Linked DNA regions of Gossypium hirsutum: region 2 is linked to region 1. The links are chromatin contacts, called in public Hi-C maps. All regions are on one chromosome and are shown on one strand. Each heading gives the region's core, a stretch centred on a gene start, on an enhancer-like site or on the middle of the called end of the contact. The rest is flanking DNA. Distances are from core to core; before and after follow the strand shown. Region 1 holds the start of LOC107897592. Region 2 holds the start of LOC107897585 (serine/threonine-protein phosphatase 5).

The links. Hi-C and Micro-C count contacts between places; a contact is called where the count stands out from the background.
Region 2: a Hi-C map of seedling shows a contact between it and region 1, with 2.2 times the contacts expected there. The contact joins the promoter of LOC107897585 here to the promoter of LOC107897592 in region 1. A contact is called at or near these places in 13 of 34 Hi-C or Micro-C datasets (anther, callus, hypocotyl and 2 more).

Annotation. Positions count from the first base shown.
Region 1 is chrA10:20,428,147-20,432,115 of Gossypium_hirsutum_v2.1, reverse strand. LOC107897592 reads right to left here and starts at 2,101. Exons shown (of 4, transcript XM_041078956.1): 1 at 1,311-2,101; 2 at 857-1,240; 3 at 166-386. The coding sequence starts at 2,058.
Region 2 is chrA10:20,983,456-20,987,394 of Gossypium_hirsutum_v2.1, reverse strand. LOC107897585 (serine/threonine-protein phosphatase 5) reads left to right here and starts at 2,367. Exons shown (of 14, transcript XM_016823082.2): 1 at 2,367-2,519; 2 at 2,941-3,089; 3 at 3,294-3,463; 4 at 3,546-3,617. The coding sequence starts at 3,011.

The sequences.
Region 1 (3,969 bases), core at 852-3,351:
TTGAACTCTTCTAAATATGCAGTCCTTAGTTTTCCTCCTAACCAACATGTCACTATACCCATCTATGGATTGGGTTATCAACCTAAGTGTGAAGGTCCATACAGTATTTGTCCACTTATGAACAGTTCTAACCGCAAAGAATTCCGTCCCTGAATACTTCTTTACCTTTGCAAGTGTAGTGGTTAGGTCAGCCAGCAGATGTAAATCTCTTGGATCCTCCATTGGAGGATAAGTCCATAATGAAGTCTTGAATTTCCACCAACTCTTAGTCCTGTCAGTGGTTATAAATTTTCCAAAAGCATTTATACATTTCTCTATTGCCTTCAACACCGCTTTTGCATCCACTGTTTCCCCTTTATTCCCATCTTTTTCTTCCTCCAAAAACCCTGTAAGAATGATCAGATTGAGGCTAAATTTCTTAATTATATAGAAGAGACATAATCTTTCCAATGAAGCTGTTAAACTTTGCATCTCAATCTTGTTAAAAATAAATAATAAGATCCATATCTCAGATCATGTCGTACTAAACTTATGCAAATATAAATGATCTTAATATTATATTTAAACTGCATTTTTCTATGGCTGATAAGTACCTTCGTGGACTTTCATTTTAATACATTTCTCTAAGGCCATATCAGTAAGCACAGTCTTTCTCTTTCCAAGTTGAAAAGTCAAGTTAGAATTTAATACTAATATGTTTAAACATCCTTATATATTAATGCATATTTGTGTTATTTTTTTGTGTAATATTTTAGTTATATATATTTTTTGTGTTGTGTTTATAATCTGTTAGCTAGTATTGTTAATCCCATACTGTATAATAATAGAAATGAAGATTAACTATTAAAAGAAATACCTGTGAGTTTAGGAACTTGAAGAAGGGTCTTGGAAGCTAATCTTGCTTGAACATAATTCCAAGCTCTCTTTCCCTTATAAACATACCTTTCTTCTTCCAAAAATCTTTCTAGCAATACTTGGAAGTTTTGGAAATCCTTTGCCCAATTATCAGCAAACAAGCAGTTGGTCAAGCTCAGGAACTTGACCTTTCTGTATTGATGGTGCAGGGCCTCCCATGTCAAGCATGATTGACCCACATAAACCAACTCAAAATCACTTTGTAAACTTCTCAAAAGCTTCTTTTTATCCTGCTTGCTCCATGATATGTAGGGGATTGTCAAATCCTTCACCTTGATGTTCTCCAATGAACTTGGGATCCCCACTTCCACGTTCAAGATTGCACCTAAAAGTAACCAATCAATGAGTACAATAAGATTGCACATAAAAGTAACCAATCAAAGAAAAATACTCACTTATTCCCTGAGTCCTGTCATGGTTTAAAATATCAAACCATCTCATTCTTTCATAATATTTCTTGTAAAAACCTTCTGATTCATCCTCATCTCTTGCTGTGGTTATTACCTCCCTCTCCAGAACTTGAGAACTAGAGCTGCAAGCTGGTAATGAACATTCTTGCATCAATGGTGTGCTCAAGGAACTAAACAACGGTGAATATTCATTCAAATATGATTCATCCATGGATGGAGAAATGCAGAAGGAAGATGAACATTCATATGCGCTCAAGTCCTTTTGAAGATAATAAAAGCTCCAGTCTTCCATATTCGAAGACTCTCTTCCAGGAAGAATTTCATGGTTATCTTCACAGCCATTAGCCTCTACAAATTCAGTCTTCCATGCATCGGATGGCATGCTTGAACAAATGCATAAGCTGATGAGCTGATTTTGACTAATATTATCAGCAGCTTCCAAGATCAACACTTGTTTTGAATCAACCTCTTTAGCTCTAATAAAAGAGAAGATATAGACGACACAATATCTACAAAATTTATCAACATAAAAAACCAAAAAGTAGATGACTCTAAAAGGATAACTCAACAAAGCTAAAATGCATCTTTTCAGCCATTTGAGACACAGAAAAACTTGGCAAGCACAAAGAAAAAAAGGGTGGATATAGAAGCTCAAATAAAACCATTTGAGAAAATATCCAGGAGGGATGACTATAGATTCAATAATAAGCCAACAAGAAGTAAGGAAAGCCATGCTCAAGTCAGGTTTCAAGATTCATCACTTGATTTGGGGTGTGGGGGATTTTGGCAGTTAATTTAACTTGGTGGGGGGCCAAGATAGATGTCCTTGACCACATAGCATAACTTGGTTGGCAAGCTGCTTGAGTTTAGTTTAGTTTAGTTTAGTTTTTTTTTTTTAATTTGAGTAAGTTATTATAGAATCAAACTCGTCCTTAAACAACTCAAATTATGTAATAATCCGAATTTAATTATCTTAATACCATACTTGAAAAAACGAAAAAATCTTAATCTCAAACGTAAACAATTAGAATTTACATATTTTTTTAATAAATAAAGGAATTCAACTGATATTAATTATATTTTAAATTAAATTCAATTGAAGGCTGCAAATCCCCCAAACATGAATTGGAATCCTTTTTACTCTTTAAACTGAGTTGACAAATAAGGAAATAACATGGAAAGAGCCATATTGGAATTTTTTGTTCCAGATATTTAAAAAATAAGAGAGTAGTTTCATGGGTCAGCAATTCTCACTTTCTTTGTCATTTCAAGAGAGAGAAGCTTGGATTATAATATACTTTTTCTATATCTTGACTAACTTTTTAGTTAATTGCATGAAAATATGCCTTATTCCTACATGAACCCCATCAATTTTTTCCTTCAAAATTTCACAAAAGATTTCAGACTTTAATCCATTTTATATAATTATTGATAAAAAATTTTAATCTTATAAACGAGATTGAAATTTTATTATGTATCTTTCAATTTTATTTAAAACTTTAAAATTAATAAATAAAACATATAGTAAACTCTTCTTTACCAAATAATTACTTTATTTTTACTTTCTCAAGATCACTTGCTTTTCCACAAAGATGAAAAGGACGTGTGGAACTTAAATGAAAATGGGCCCCAAGACCAAGAGTATTGGAAATTTAATACAAGTGAAGCATCTTGACTTTTTCAATCATCATCTCTAACCTCACCCATTACCCATTGGATAACCATTAACATGTCAATGGGGTTTCCACCTAATCTAGTTAACTACTAGTTTTTTTCAAAATTTATGTTTATTTTAGATTATATTTTAATTACTTATATTTTAAATGTTATATTTTACTCATTTTCATTAACATGTTGTAACATTTGTCATTATGCCGTTAATTGTCATTAACAATGTAATTATAAGTTGACGTGACACGTTAAATCATCATTTAAGCAAAAATTTTAGATTGAATTATACAATTGTTTCCCATAATTTTTTTCATTTTGAGCAATTTAAATTTTTTTCTTTTATGTTATTTTAACTTTTTTTTCTTCATTTTTCATTTTTTTTACTTCTCCCTCTATTTTCCTCCTTTCCCCATCTCTTTTAATGTAGTTTTTCTATATTTTACATTTGTTAAAACTTTATTATGTTTATGAAAAAAGAAAAAGTGAAAACTAAAACCAAAATAAAACTTGTTTCACATATTCTCACCCTATAATTACAAAACCTCATCATTTATTATCACTTTAACGAACCACTTCTAATCTTTCAATGACCTAGTCCACAAGCTCGCCTCACTCGAAGAACTTGCTAGTCGTGGCTGATGGCAGTCCACCATCAACAAAGTTTCCTGAACCCATTCCCTTAACCTCTTAACCAACCCCTACTACCACCTTATTTTCTAACCTACAACATTCTCACCTTTTCGAAGCTACGTTGTTTCATGGATTTTTCAAACAAACTCTACACTTTTAATGACTAAAATGATCACCATACAAAACTTACCCATGCTCGACTTTCAATCAAGCTTGCTTGGGAATATCCAAGAAGATTTAGATCAATTTTATCGTTTGCTTAATTTTATTCGACAGAAAAGAAAAGAAAAGAAAAGGAATAATCTACATGATTTTATAAAAGTTTGGAAACGGAAAAACTTTG
Region 2 (3,939 bases), core at 1,118-3,617, 560 kb before region 1:
ATAAGTAGAAATCATCGATTGACCTAATTACACACTTCGTAAACGTCATTATTTTGTCAAAAAGTAGTAGTAATTTTTTTACAAAGAATAAATTTTATTTTCTGGGAATATTGAATAGTTACCAATTTATAGATAGAATTTACTCTCCCATTGAAAGTAAATAAATTGTTGAATTTACTTTCCCATTGAAAGCAAATAAATTGTTTTTATTCCGTGACTTGGTTCGTGTTGTCCTAGTCCACACTTAAAGCAATTCATACTTCGAGGATAACGGATAAGGATGCTTAGTTGAAAGTCAATATCAACTTTAGTCCATATCGTACAAAGCTTACGTATATCTCGATTTAGGTTTATTGCTATAAATAACACAATAAGCTCGATTTAAAAAAAATTAAATTTCCGTTGTAACCAAAATAATTATTTTCTCAATTGGATTTTTACAATATTTTCCAAACAAAAGAGCATTACCTTCAATCTATTGACTTCGAACATCCATCCCCCAAATTGTACCTCGTAATCCAGAGTGAATGGAAGACCAATTTGAGAAAGAAGAAACCATTTTACATATTTAAATTTCAAAGCCCAATATCTCCACTCGAAGAGGTTGACAACAATCCAACCATTTAATAAGAGTAACCTTCCTTAAACCATTCATAGAGCCCTAGATAAAATTTATAACTATTTTCTCTATTTTCACATAGAACCCACTAGGAACGAGTGTTGATTGCATGAAATAGTTTAACACTAGCATAAAGACCGACTTGGCAAGTGTAACTATACCTGCCATTGACAAAGTCTTGGAGTCCCATACATTAAGGCGATTATGGACTTATCAATCACAAATTACTATGTTTTCTTTCTCACTCAATCATGAAAGAGGGAAAAGCCAAGGTAGAAGCCCAAATTCGAAATTTGTTGGTACCCTAAGTGAGTACTAGTTAAGGTAGATAGTTCATTAAGGGAAAAAAAACCTTCGCCTTTTGGTTGTTGACTTGATGTCTCGAATAATAATAAAATTGATTAATGGCGTATTTCAAAAGATTTGCCTTCTCCAAGTTAGCTTATAGAAGAACATTAAATCATCTGCATCAATGAAGACAAAATACAGTGTGAGATGTCACGAATTAACCCTATTGGAAAACCAACCTCAACTAGTGTATATTTTATAAATTCCCAAATGATACAATCATAAGATTTCTCCAGATCAATTTTGATAACAATCCATCTTGCTCCCACTTTACTAGTGCGTATCGAGTGAATAACCTCTTAGGTAAAGAATATTGTCTATAATGTTGTAGGCAGTTACAAAGCTCGTCTAATTTAGGGCAATAAGAGTAACATAATAGACTTCAACCTATTAATAATGACCCTTGTAATAATCTAGTAAACCATTAAATACAGATTAATGGAGTGAAAAAAAGATAGAACCTTTGAACTATTAATTTTTGGGATCAAAACCAACAAGGTTTTGTTCAATAAAGGAACAATTGTTTAACTACTAAACACGTCTTTAACAGCCTGACAGATTGACCTAACAGTAACTGGCCATTGTGACTGGAAAACTTAAGAGTGGAATCCATCTAATTAAGAGCCTTTAGGGGTGCCATATTAAAAAGAGCCAATTGAATTTCGTCAGAAGAAATATTGGACTCCAACATCCCAATTATAGGCTCATTAAGCTTCGAAAAATGTCCATAAAGAGGAAACTGACAAATATGGGGTCCATCAACTGTGTATAAGGTCTAGAAATAAGAAATAGCCTCAACTTTAATTACATCTAATCATAACACCACCTTTTTGTTAGAGAGTTTGAGAGTGACTATGCATTTTTGCTTTCTTCTTGTCATTGTATGACTGTAAACAAATTTATTCCACTTTTTCACAATTCATACAAAATTATGTAAAGTATACGACAATTGAACCTAAAAGCTTTAGTTAAATTTAAAAAAGTTATTTAAGGATTCATACTTGAGTTAATTGTCCACAAACTTTAATAATTTATCACGTTGAGAGTTTAAACTTGAGCGTTATTTAATACAACACTCTTCTTTTTACATCAACACATGTTAAACAAAGCTAAAAGTGTTACTTAAAACCTAGAACAATTTTTCAAAAATTAAGTAATTTAACATGTAATGTAACCTATTAAACAAGTTATACTCCACTATAAGTCATGATAGAATTCCCGTACTTTCTATAGAATTCATTCTTAGCAAAAAATATATTAATAATATATTAATAATATTTTTTACCATGCGCTGTAAAATAATTAAAAAGGAATAGAAGTTTCCTGATTTCTCTCCGCAGGGAAAACAAAATTTATTTGACAATCAAATCAATCCATAAATAGAAATACAATAAAATATAATAAATAAAAAATAGGTTGGAAAAGAAAATACAAGTTGTTCTGGTTTTAACTAGGGTTTCCCTTTCAGCCAAACTAATAAAAACTCCATTTTCTGTCGCTCGACAGTCAAAGCTCAACTACAGCTGATTTTTTTTTATCTTCTATTTTCCAGGTAACCTTCCTTCTTCCTCCTTAATCTACACTTAGGTCTCCCTCAATTCTTCTCTAACCCTATAACTATTAACTTTTATTTCTATTTTGCTTTTGATTGTTCGCTTATGCTTGAAATTTCTGTCTTTGAATATGAAGTTTTGAATATCCTAGCATAGAATATATGAATAATTTCTTTAAGTTGTATTAGCTTTTTTTTTACAGATGTATGTGCATGCTTTTTTATTTATTTATTAAAATTTTGATGATAATTTTAGATTTGTTATTTCTTAAGTGTGCTTTAGGTATTGTTATTTTCGAAGGTTTTCTGATACTTTTGTTATGGATGTTAGTTACTACATAGGATGCTCTTGTTTCAGAAGATGCAAGCATTGTCGTCTTGCTAATGTGTTGTTTGTTTAATGTTGTTGTGGATGATGCAGAGGTTTGTGAGAAGAAAATAAGCTTTTCACTAACATTTTAACTTGATTTAAACAAGTTGATAAAAAGGTTATGCCCGGTATGGAAAATGAAGGTTCTAACCTCTCACGAGCTGAAGAAATCAAAAACCAAGCTAATGAAGCATTTAAAGGTACCAATGTAATGAGCATGTAAATCTTAGTGTCACGGAATTTTATTTTGTTTTATTGAATATTGATTGGGTTAAAGTGTTTGATTCTGCATAGAGAAAGTGCAGAATGTAGATAGTCAAATGCATGTATGAGGATTATGATAGTGATGTTTGCAATTTCGTTGTGTTCAATTGTGCTGAAGCTCTCGATTTTCTTTTATTCAGCACACAAATATGGTCAGGCTATTGACTTGTACACGCAGGCGATAGAGCTAAATAGTCAGAATGCAGTGTACTGGGCCAATCGCTCACTTGCTCACACCAAATTGGAAGAGTATGGTAGTGCCATACAGGATGCTACTAAGGCAATTGAAGTGGATCCTAAATATTCAAAGGCATGCTTTATCTACTGAAGTGATTCAGCCTCTTATGCAGTATATATTTTTGTTCTTGTTCTGATGGTTCTCTAACTTACAGGGTTATTACAGACGAGGTGCAGCTTATCTTGCCATGGGGAAGTTTAAGGAAGCACTAAAGGATTTTCAACAGGTGCTGGGGTTGTAATATTTCAAAAAGATGTTTGTTTCATTGTCTTTGTTTAACTTCTTTCATTCAGAGGTTGCTATTGTCTGTAATTATTTCTCATGAATCTTTTTTACATGTTTTTTAATTCATTAATAATTGTAGCAGGTTTTTGCCCTTCTAATAAATAATTTTAATTTTTTCAGAAACTCTCTTTTCTTTTTCTTTTCCTTTTTATGCCTAGGGCTTGTGCAGAATATTTTTTTCTGTTTAAGACGAGATTAACAAGTTATTTCTCCTTCTAGTATTAGAGATTGTATGGGGTGGTGAGATGTGCTTGGTAACTCTA